Regions from separate parts of the Mus musculus genome. Here region 1 is linked to region 2. Evidence: chromatin contacts called from public HiChIP or PLAC-seq data. All regions are on one chromosome and are shown on one strand. Each heading gives the region's core, a stretch centred on a gene start, on an enhancer-like site or on the middle of the called end of the contact. The rest is flanking DNA. Distances are from core to core; before and after follow the strand shown.

Region 1 (6,034 bases), core at 1,987-4,486, 230 kb after region 2:
ATAAGACAGGGGCCTTCCTGCAGAGCTCAGAGAGGCCAGGCCCCTCTTGACCAGCAAGAGCCAGCTCTAGCATGGCCTTGTGGAGAGACCAGGGACTGTGACATGTCAAGGTTAACGTTCGAAAACAGAACTGTAGAGGAAAGATGATAACAACAGCGACAGCCTGGCCCCCGACCTCTCCCCTTTGCAGACACTGAGCAGGAAGAGCACTGAGCCAGAATGGGGAAACAACTCTTGCTGAGTTGGAGAGTCTGTCGTCATGGAGACAGGGACACCTCTTGCTTCTCTCAGCCTCTGATATGCAGTTCAGGGTGGTTTCATATCAGGCGGACTTGGATTCGAGTCCTGATTGTCAGTTGTGAGCTGTGTGATGCGGGTTGAGTTCCTTAATCTTGCGGAGCCTGTTTATCTTGTGCTCAACGAAGACAATGGTACCTTGTGCATCTGTCATGAAGACTGGGGCAGTGTCACGTGGAGTATCAAGAACATTCCTCTTCCTTACCTTGCCTTCTGGCCCTGGTATCTCTGCTTCTCCAGTTCCCAGTACCCTGTCTTGCACCCTGAACTGAACCTCCTGCTTCATCTCTTGCTTGACAGTGACCCCACCCTGTCCACCAGTGTCAGAAACACTAGAACAACGAACTGGCTAAAAGTTATCTCTCTACTGCCATCTTGCTTCTTGGTCTTATGGCTTTCCCATAGTAAATACGTGAGTTTTCTTAGAAGTCATTCTACATTTGGCTTGTCAGAAATACTTGGGAACAGAAATGGTTTGTTTGAATTTCAAGTTTTTAATTTTAGCAAACTTGCATATCCGTAATGAGACATCTTGGGGAGGGAGGTAAGATCAAGTGGAATCCTGAACTTTGTTTAATGTTTCATGTACACAGTTGCCCGGTCTCAGGGTCCCTTTGTACAATGTTTTCAGTACCCTTTTGTTTTGACTACAGCCTGTCACGAGAGGTCAGGTGTGGAACTTTCCACTTGTAGTGTCATGTCAGAGCTCAGAAGGCTTTGGATTTCAGAGTTTGCAGTAGGGGTTCACAGACATGCCACCCTCTCTTGTGAGGTCTGTGCAGAGCATGGATGGCTACTGGCTGAGGAATCAGAGGGCACAGAGCTACCTAGAGCAGGTGCTGCCACCAGTTCACCCTTGGCTGCACCTCTGCACAGAGCCTGCTTCAACAGTGGGCACAAACCAGTTCCTCAGCAAGGCCCTAAAGTCCCTGAGATCAGCCTTGGAGGTTCCTTTTCCTGGCTCCAAGTAGCTCCATTTCCTTCCAGGCTTTGTGCGTTGGCACCTCTGCAGGAAGGAAAGATCTATGGTTTGCCGGGGCCCCTGACAGGCAGTCCCGAGGATAATGTATGTCACGTCATCAGAACCACTTTTTCTATATTGGCAGCTGGTGGATGTGATCATGTGGCCTCTGAGAAGGAGGAATGGGAGAGTTAATAAATATCCTTATGGGAACCGACTCTAAGTTCTCATTAAGTGGTCTTGGCTGTTTGTTCTTTCCACTTGATCCTATTTGCCCTTTTCCACATTTGGAAAAAAAATTAGAAAGAGGAGAATGTATACCAAGCATAAAATAATCTATCATAAAACATTTCAGCATTTACAAATGGTAACTCTGGAGCTGTCGAGATGGCTCAGCAGGGAAAGGCTGAGCCAGCATGATCTGAGTTTAGTCTCTCCTACCCACGGGGCAGAAGGATCGACCTGACCCTGCAAGTTGTCTTCTGACCTCCATATGCATGCCACTGCATGGGTGTCCACCCTGTGAATAAATAAATAGACAAAACTTTAAAGATTCTTTTAGAAGGTGAAGTATAGTTTTGTGGATTGTCAGTAGTCACCTCCTGTCTGTCCAGGTGAATAGTAAGTGTACCTTAGCAAAACAAGCCGTGTGAACCACTCTGTGCAAAATCCTCAGATCAAATGAGTTAGGCTGCGAGGGTCCTCAGAGCCTTCTGGAAATACTTTTTCTACAATCGCCTGTGCTCAGATGTTTCTGTGACTTAAATCAAGGTTAACAGGGACCCTGGGCCCCCACTGAGGGCCTACTGTGTGTTAGACATCCAGTGATGTACATACTAACAGCAGTATTTTCACAGTCTCCTGGAGATGGTCCTCTCCAGGAGGACAGGGATCCCACTGGCCCACAGTCCCACATTGCAGAGGATGCTGCCATCCCATAAACCTGTTACTCTGGCCACACACCAATCCTGATGGAGCTCCAGCATTGCCTAGGAAACAAAGCCCCAGGTCACATTTCACACCCTGAACTTGACTCTCCCACTTCTTTCCTTGACCAAACTAATTTGCATAGCATAATCTGAAAGTGTCATATTCCTCCTCCTCTGCCAGCTCTCTGTGCTATACCAGCCTCTGGAGGTCCTTGTGTCAAATGAAAACCATTTAGTTATCATGAAGGAATGGTGCTGTTTCCCTTCGGCATGGAGGACCATGACTTTGGACTTTCTGCTTCAGCTCCTTCACATGCCCTTCCCCAGGTGGCCTGCAGAGAAAGGGGTGGCCCCAGCCCCCCACCTTCATTTGCTCTCACCCACATTTTGAAAGGTGGATGGAGACTGCTTGTCTGTGAGGTTGCATAATCAATTCCAATTACTAATCTAAAACAAGTGGGCAGACAGGTTGACATGAGTCCACGGTAGAACAGTAAAACCACTGGTTAGCACAGAGAGAACCTGCCAGGCAAGCAGGGGGAGGGGGATTATTTAACCAGCATTGGCCAAGGAAGGATTATGGCCTCTCCGGTCCCTTTATAGCAGAAGCACGTCCTGCTTCTGTGCAATGTGGAAATCTGAAAGCCAGCCCATAAACTGCTGCTACTGCCTAAGACAGAAAGTGGCACTAGAAAGACAGAGCTGAGATGACCTCTGAGCCTCCAGGGAGCCAGAGAGCATTTAGTGAGCAGGACACCCTGTCTTAGGGTTTTACTGCTGTGGAGAGACACCATGACCAAGGCAACTCTCATAAGGACAATATGTAATTGGGGCTGGCTTATGGTTTCAGAGGTTCAGTGTCATCAAGGCAGGAGCATGGCACTGTCCAGCCAGGCATGGTACAAGAGGAGCTGAGAGTTCTACAATTTCATCTAAAGGCCACTAGGAGAAGACTGGCTTCCAGGCAGCTAGGATAAAGCCTATGCTCACAGTGACACATTTCCTTCAGCAAGGCCACACCTACTCTAGCAAGGCCACACCTACTCCAACAAAGCCACACCCACTCCTACATGGCCATACCTCCTCATAGTACCACTTCCTGGGCTAAGCATATTCAAACCACCACACAGTCCCTATGGGGTTTTAGGCTAATGTCTCAGACTTTCTATTGAGAGGCTTGTGGAAATAACCCCATTTCTGCCACTCATCCCTTGGAGGGGGTTGCAGTCCTGCAGTCAGTGCTAAAGAGCATACATAGTCCATGGATCAGAGTGTCTGCTTGCCTTTCACCTGAACCTGCCTTCCCAAGCAAGTCTTACATCCAGTGCCTCTGTTTCCTTTCCTTGTCCATGGAAAAGAGGCCGTAGTAGAGCCTCATTTCATGAGATTGTGTTGAGGATGAGGAGGAGAATGTCTGAAATCATTACGCCTGTCTGCAGCACTAGGGGTCATGGATGCGAGGACGCATCCTCATGTGTGTAAGAGGCAGCAAGAGTCACACCACTGGCTTGTTGAGAGGCTTAAATGACCTAAAATTATAAAGCACTTAGAGCGGCCAGCATCTAGGCTGGTGAGTACTCTGTAGCGTGAGTTCACTGGACAGCTCTGCGAAATCTCGTTTAATCAGGTCGACACAGTACAGAGTGATCCTGTAAATGAAGGATGACCCGGGACACTTGTGATTTTGTTCTGTAAACAGATAACATTAACCAGAAAATGACCACTTCTCTTGATCATGTTCTCCCCATCACAGGACTTTCACTAGTGTCACCGAGTGTACTTCATCCAACACTTTACCCAGCTACTCTGCCTATCTGAGTCCTGTCCCTCGGCTTCTCCTCGACAGGGATATGCCCACAGGACAATCTTCTGTGGCTGATCACGAGCTTTTTTTCTTCTTCTCTGTGTGGGTTGGTACACTGGCCATAATCATTTCACAACATTGCCTGGCTAATCATAAGGCTTATCAAATGGAAAACTTAACCACAAATGAGTTGGTTTCATCATATCTTGCAAGGGTGTGTTCATTGTTCTCTTTGGCTTGACTTGATTCCTGCCTCAAATCTTGTAGGATTTTCATGCTGGTAGCTACTATTTATATCTTACATCATTTGGGGCATTTCCTATGAGCTGTGGGCACTCTATATGTGTGCTGTCTGTTAGTTCTCCCTTGGTTAAACTACTGAATGAAAGGACATAAGTACTATGGTTTGAATGTGTTGACAAGACAATCCCTCAATTCACATGTTAAAGCTGTCTGGAGGTGGGGCTTCGGGAGGTAATTGAAATTAGGCCAGATTAGAAGGGAGGATGCCCATGATATGATGGCATTTGTGGCTTTATGACAAGAGGCAGAGGGACCTGATTTAGCATGCTTGCTCTTTCACAACGTGCCATTCTTTCTGTCATGTTTTGATGCAGCAGGCAGATGCTCATGGGATGCAAAGGAGAAGCCGGTATGATAACTTAAACTTCCGGGGTCCAGATTTACAATCCAATAAAACATCCTTACATAAATTATCCCATCTAAGATACGTTCGTGGTAGCAATAGTAAGTAGGCTAAGGTACTAAACACATGAGCTTTGAGATTTCCTTAGCCTCCAGCCCCACAGCTGACCTGGGTGTTTTTGGCAATGGAGACTCCAGAGAAGCAGAGGAGCTTGGTCACTCTGCTGGAAGTCCTCTGTGGAGCACTGGATTGTGTGGTAGATTTCACCAGCTAGAGAATTGCTGAGATGTCATGGGGAAGGATCATTGGAATGGTTGACAGTCTGAAAGTGCCAGACAGGGAAGCATCAAATGATGTCCTTTGCTTTGAACATAGAATAGGAGAATAGCTTGAGAGTTTGACCTAAACGAGGAAGAAAGATTTATTCTGGCTTATGGTTTCTGAGGATTCTACTCATCAAAGTGGGGAGTGCATAGTTGACTGGAACAATTCAATGACAGTGAGGACAAGCAGGTCCAGGCCATGAAGAAGGGCTTCACTGCAGGATTAGTCTTGTTTTAATGACTTTCTAAATGGACAGTCACTTCAAGTGGTGTTGTGGACACTAGGCTGTAGACAGAACATGTTCTCAAAGCTACATTTGAAGCACTGACAAAAACCACAGAGGTAGAAAAGATAGGCAAGACAGTACAAGTAAGAACTGGGAGGCTGAAAGGCCAGAGGCAGGGCAATGTTCAAGAGCGGTGTCATGGGAGGTGATCAGTTGCCTGAAAAGCTGAAAAGGTAGATTAGCATCTAGGGACTCAGCCACCATGCAGGTCTTCACAAGTGACTTAGCCTCAATCTGACCCAGTTTCCGTGTGTAGAGTGAGAATCATGGAAGTGCCTACTAGACAGGGTTACTCTGAGGAATAAATGATAGAGTGCATATGCACAGATTGTCCCTTGGTACACAATGAAGACCCACCACAGTTAGGTGGTGGTGATGACAATGACAATGGTGATCGTTGTTGTCTTAATGTTCTGGAAATGGTGGAGACTGAGCATGGTATTCCCTTGTTTTATAACACATATTCTGATATGTAACTCACAAAGACGAGACATTTGTTGGGATCACGGTTTCGGACGTTCCTGTTGCTTGGACACTATAGTTAGGTAGCATATTGTGTCAGGAGGATGTAGAGGGGGAAACCCATTCATTGCTTTGCTAGGGAGCAAAGAGTGGAAGATTGAGGGAGCAAGAGTCTTTCCAGTCAGTCTGGGGACAAGTCCACATTGATGTGAAGTTCTCCAACTAGGCTCCAAATCTTATAGTCTCTACCTCACCTTAATAGTACCATTGGGACCAAAGCAGGAACCATGAACCTTTTGTAGAGAGCCAACATCCAAGATATAAC
Region 2 (6,071 bases), core at 2,940-5,439:
CTATAGCCCCTGCACCAGTTAGAGACTCCTCCTGCTTGGCACTCTATATTCCACTCAAACGTACATTTTATTTAACAATTCCCATGTCTTTATCACTTCTGAGGTCTGCTTGGAACAAATGCTGTTGTACTTAATATTCTGGCTCAGTATTTTTTTCTCCCCTTGGCTCCTATTCAATCCATTTACTGAGCTCTTTAATAAAACACTTTCATCTCCAGTGTGATGGTTAATCATGCATCAACTTGGCCGTGTAATACTGCCCAGTTGTTGGGTCCAATAGTTGTCTAGATACGGCTGGGAAAATACTCTTACAGATGTGCTTCCTGTGTATCTCAGTTGACTTTCAGAAAAGGAGGTTCTCTTTAAAAGTTCAAAGGGCATGGTGTTGCACACCTAAGAGGATACTATCTTTAAAAGTTAAAAGAGCATGGTGTTGCACACCTAAAAGGATATTATCTTCAAAAGTGTGAGCATCCAGGACATGGCAGTGCATACCTCTAATACCAATGGGTGGATCTTTGAAGATTCAAGGCCAGCATGGTCTACAGAGCAAGTTCCAGGCTACTCAGGGCCTCATGATGTGGCCCTGTCTCAACTCTAACCCCTCAATGTGGACATTCATTCAGGAGCAAAATCTGGGGTTTCCCAGAAAAGACATTTTTTTTTCTCTTAAGACTAACAGAAAATCTTGCTGTGTTCTTACCCTAGACTATGAACTTTGAACTCAAGGCCCAATTTCAGCTCTTGTTTGAATTTCCAGCCTGCCAGCAGTTAGACTTTGGACTTGCCTTTGTGCATAGCCATGTGAACAAACTGTAAACCTGTTTGTCAATCTACACACAAACATATACACCACACACAGACACAGACACAGACAGACACAGACACAGACACACACACACATACACACACACACACAGAAACATGTATCTACACACATGCATACACACACTCACCCACATTCATACTCGCACACATAGGCATACACATAGAAACACATACGCACTCACACATGTACACACACATTCACACTCTCACACACACAGACACACAGAGAAATAGAAACACATTCTCATTGAGAGAGAGAGAGAGAGAGAGAGAGAGAGAGAGAGAGAGAGAGAGAATCAGCCCTCTATCTCATCAAGCCCTGAGCACACAGATTTAGCCAAATGCAGCTGAAAAGCATTGGAGCATTGGGAGGGATAAGTAGGTGTCACTATTGAATATGTACCGATTTTCTGCCTTTTTCTTCCCTAAATAGTAAGAAGAACAACTAGTTGCATAGTCTTCCGTTTTCATTAAAAGTTGTTACACAAAATAATGTTTTGGGTGCTGGAGAGACAGATGGCTTAGTGCTTAGGCGTGCTCTAAGCTGCTCATCCAGACCAAGGCAAATAACCATGGGCCGAACCCTCTGAACCCCATGAGCAGAGGAAGTCAGCCTTCCTTTCCATTTCTTTCTCCATCATTTGATCAAAGCAATGAGAAAAGTGACTAACACGCCTTTCCAAAGTGTTTCCCTCCAGTCAGCTCTCTGCTCAGCTCTTGGCAGCAATGCCAGCCAAAGTGAAGCTGTTTCTACATAGATGAGAATGTTTGGCTGTGTGCTTTGTATCAGTGTAACGCCTGGGCTGTTCCTGCTGCAGGCAGGAGCTTGGCGGACTGACCAGTGAAGCCCTTGTGCTGTGAGGTATATTGGTATATAGGGGGCAGACACAGTCCCAGCACCCTGATGAAGCCTTGTAGCTGCAAACATCAGGAGTGGAAGGGTCTAGAGCAGGCATCTCATGTGCTTTTCAAGACTAATTATATCAGTGATGATCACAACCGATGCTTATGAAAATGTGGTTTGCACAGGGTTATGGGCTAAACATTCCCTTTTAGGTTATTTATTTAAGTCACACCATACATGATGGAATAGTCATCCTGATCGTATTAGACAGATGTCATATCTGAAAACCAGAAAGATTGATGGCTCTATGTTGCACAGAGAGCAAGCGGCAAAGTTGGTCTAACTGACTTGGGGGGTCCTGTGCTTGTCGACTGGTCCCGTGGCTCTCGAAACTCCATCTTTAGTTTGAGAGTGGAGTGGCCACCACAAGCCACGCCAGCTCAGCCATGGGGAGATGTGCTCCACTCTCTTGCTTACCTAACAGGCCTTCATCGGCAGAGCCTCTGCTTCTGGAAGGTCATGGAGAAACACCTAACAGGTTCCCTTTCTCCTGCAGCCACTATCGGCAGTTTGCTTGTGGCCTTTGGTCTCATTTTCCTGTGGCAAAGGACTTAGGTACGTGAAGCAGGATAAAGGCAGCTGTGGGAGGCCCTCAGGTCAGAGAGTGAAATGGCAAGATCCTGACTGCCCTAGGGAGGCTCAGCCATCCTGTTAAGTATCTGCCTTTCCCGAGCCTTCAGTGTGTGAGGGGGAAGCTGCACTGGGCTTTCCTTTTGGTTTTTGCTGTTTTCTTCATTTGAGTCTGATGATCTTGAGAGTGAGTTTTAGTTCTTTTTTTTAAAAATTATCTATCTATCTATCTATCTATCTATCTATCTATCTATCTATCTATCTATCTATGATTTTTCTTTCTGAAGTAGAAAGAAAGCTCAGCTCAGCACCCTTTCCATCTCCGGTCCGTCTGAGTGTATGTATAGAGAAATGGAATCTTGAACTTGAAGATATATCTGATATATTGCCACTGATATAAATACCTGGCAATACCATTTTGTGCGGTTTTTTTCTTTGAACCATACATTTTATTTAGCCCAAACTAGATACATTGCCAAGGTAGGAGTTGGGCTGTGAGGGTTAGTGGGGTTATATTTTGTCAAATGCTTACACGGTTGCCTCCTCCTGGAACATTAGGAAGACTGGTTTCAGGTTAGTGTGTCCATAGGAATGAGGACTGGAGAAAAGAGAAAGAAAGAAAGAAATCCCTTCCAACCACTCACAAAGACCCAGGCCTTCTGGAAACATCGCCTCTGCTCTGCAGTGAGGTTGGAATGGGTTTCTACTTCATTTACCCTGAAAAATATAGTTCCCACCCCCTCTTTCGTGGACTCAAGTGACCTAGGAGGCAAAGAGGGCCAAACGGTAGCATCTTGACTCTTCTCTTCCACACGAATCACAATCTTTCTTTATTAACTGGGTCCTTGTAACTGCGTCATTTCTCAGGCCTAAGCTAAAATCTCTGACAGTGCAGCTCCAGGAAGGACGGGCTTCACAGTTTTAGGGGATACGGCCTATCATGGTGGGGAACCATGGCAGCAGGAATATGAGGCGGTTGCTCACACTGTGTCCCTGGGCACAAAGCAGAGGAAGACGAGTGTCAACCGACACTCAGGACTGCCTTCCTTTTCCTTTATAATTCAGTTCAGGATCTCATTGCCCAACCGAGGTAGATCTCCATTCTCAGTCAAATGTCTCAAGAGGTTCCCTTAAAGGCACACTCAGAACTGTGTTTCTTAGGTAACTACAAATCTTATCAAGTTGAAAATCAAGACTAACCATCCCAGTCCCAATCTATCAGAACGTTGAAAAGAACGTAGAATTGTCAGGGTGGTAACATCTGGACCTGGCACAGGTATGGTGTTGGGCGAGGTGACTATTCATAATGTAATGCATGACATACTTTCAGTTTTGAGCACTGTTTGCATAAGAGGAAAAGCATGTGGGGTCCATTAAGTGATTTTTTCCCCCCCTCAGTTACGAGACTCCTGGTTGAACCTCCTCTACAGGCTGAAGCTGGCCAGTCACCTTGACAACTAAGAAAATCCAAGTAGGCGTTTCAGTGTGAACAGAGTACAAACACCGTCACCACGAGGCTGCATGTACAGGGATGTGAATAGAAGCAGTGTTTCAGGGGAAGCATTATGACAGGGCTTTCTGCTTTTCTTATTTTGTTTCCATGGTAAGTCTTTCTAAAGGCTGAAATAAGTGTCTCGGCACCACACAGGGAGCAGTATGAGGAATGACGCGTGCAGTTACCCATCACCCTCTCTGCAGTACCTCATTCGGTTCCCACAAAAGCCTCGTGGAATACGTGAGGATTACCACTCTTGTTTCACTGAGGGTAAACTGAGGCCTAAAGAAACCAAGAGCCCTGATCATGATGATGCATAAGATGACAGCTACCTCGGCTGTGGTCTGGTGTCTCCACTGTGGTTTGAAGAGGTCAGGCCCAAGTGTGTAATCACAGGTGACATCAACAGCCGCCCACTTCCTGTGGCATTGCTTAATGGGTTGGGTTCTTAGTGAGCGTGATACCCACCACGGACATTTAGAAATGCACGGGGACCTTCAGTTTCAACCCCTGAGATGGGTAAGATGGGGCCTAGGGTGCTATAGAACCTGCTGCATGTAAAACTGTTGTGCAATAACAACAAAATGTTTTTGAAAATCTTTAAGAAGCAAGGCCAGAGAGACAACTCAGTGTTTGAGGAGGCCTGCCTCCAAGCCTGATAACCTGACTTACATGTTGGAAAGAGAGAAACAACTCTCAACAGTTGTCCCCTGCTTTCTACACTCACACCACGGCATCTCTGCACATCCAGCTTTGGTCCTGGGTCTCCTGAGAGCAGCAGACCTCTCTCTGGTCTAATTACAGGAATTAGACTTTGCTGTTACTAACTGCCCAGATGGAAGGTGCCCAGGGATGGGGATCTGACACCAAATCCTGCAGTTGGTGTGACACTGTTCAACCTGTTCTGGCCTGGCCATCCAACCCATCCTGGCCTGACCCTCTGACCCATCCTGGCCTGGCAGGCCTGCTGTTTATGCCAGCCTCACTTCATTTGAAGACTGCCCTTCTGAGATGCCTATGGCTTCCAGTTGGAGGCTAACCTGGGCCACATGTTGAGATCCTGTGTTAAAGAGATTAACAAATCCCTACACAGTGTGTCATACCTGGCAGTAACTCTCATCCCCTAGGGCCCTTTGGGGCAGGTAGGATTAGTAGATCCACTGTATAGTAGAGAAAGAGGCTTAAAGTGATTGTGTAAAGTTTCCAAGACCTCAAGGCTTCTAGGTTCTACAGCCAGGATTCTCCTGTCCATGTGTGGGCTGAGGAGAATCTCAGTAGCCGTTGGCCACTCTGACCAGGAAAGCCAAGGGCACCATTTACTCAGGCACAGCCAGAGTCTCTGGGTTCTTTTTTCTTGTCACCTGGGCACTGGAGCCCAGCGTCCATGGTTTTCAGCTCCTTGCAGTATCCTGGTCTGCTTTGGTAATCATGGTGGAGGAGCTTCCTGTGGGGTGAACACGTTGAAATCCTAAGCTCCCTTCATACCCCTGGGCTCCCCCAAGAGCCACACTGTGTTACACCCCTACCGCTCAGCTCAGATGAGGCCATGGGGGTTCAGGGTAGAGGACAGCATACTGGAGGAAGTGACTGTACACAAGATGGCAGACGAGAGTTCCTGCAGCTCTGGAGGGGAGGTGTATGCTAGGGGAAGTCTGAGTTCACAGACACAGCGCCCCCCCCCCTTTCTAACTCAGGAATGGGCTAGAGAGAAATGAGCCTGTAACCAAGCACAAAGAGGCCCCCAAATGAAAACTCAACACGGTCGATGAGTGCTGTGTGCTGAGCCACAGGAGAGCCAAGGCAAAGGGGAGAGTCTTACTCACATTAATCCTGTCTTCATATATATTACTGGTGTTATATTCATTGTGACTTTTTACTTTAGTTGTGATTTTAAAGGAATATTGTACTAAAATAGTACTCATCTTGATTACTAAGTTTTTGGCAGCCTTTACTCTTAGACACATAGCAAGCACCTGACCTCATGTCTTTTCCATCCTTCACCCAGTACTGTGCTCTGAACACAGCAGGGAAGTATCAAACTTTTTACCTTAAAGCAGTTTTTTTTTAAAAAAAAGATTTATTTACTCTAGCCAGGTGTGGTGGTGCATAACTCTAATCCAAGAACTCAGCAGGCAAAGGCAGTGACAACTTTGTGAGTTCGAGGCCAGCCTGATCTATATAAACACTGATCATTCAGTGCTATACAGCAAGGGCTACACAGAGTCTCAAATACACACACACACACATACACACACACACATTGTATATGATGTT

What was found. HiChIP or PLAC-seq counts read pairs in DNA pulled down with a chosen protein or histone mark.
Region 1: a contact with region 2 is called in a BATF HiChIP or PLAC-seq map of CD8 T cells, with 6 read pairs. The contact joins two enhancer-like sites. A contact is called at or near these places in 3 of 484 Hi-C or Micro-C datasets (cerebellum, conventional dendritic cells and nephron progenitors) and 1 of 115 datasets of contacts at active chromatin or transcription factors (CD8 T cells).

Annotation. Positions count from the first base shown.
Region 1 is chr3:52,728,940-52,734,973 of GRCm38.p6, forward strand. No RefSeq gene overlaps it. Among named protein-coding and RNA genes, the nearest start is that of Gm2447, 7.8 kb to the right of the region's middle. Within about 2 kb of position 3,237, at least 9 of the 459 cell types and tissues checked have an H3K27ac peak or open chromatin away from gene starts, as enhancers often do. A contact at or near this core is called in CD8 T cells, where this site is marked.
Region 2 is chr3:52,494,837-52,500,907 of GRCm38.p6, forward strand. No RefSeq gene overlaps it. Among named protein-coding and RNA genes, the nearest start is that of Gm30173, 19 kb to the right of the region's middle. Within about 2 kb of position 4,190, at least 34 of the 459 cell types and tissues checked have an H3K27ac peak or open chromatin away from gene starts, as enhancers often do. A contact at or near this core is called in CD8 T cells, where this site is marked.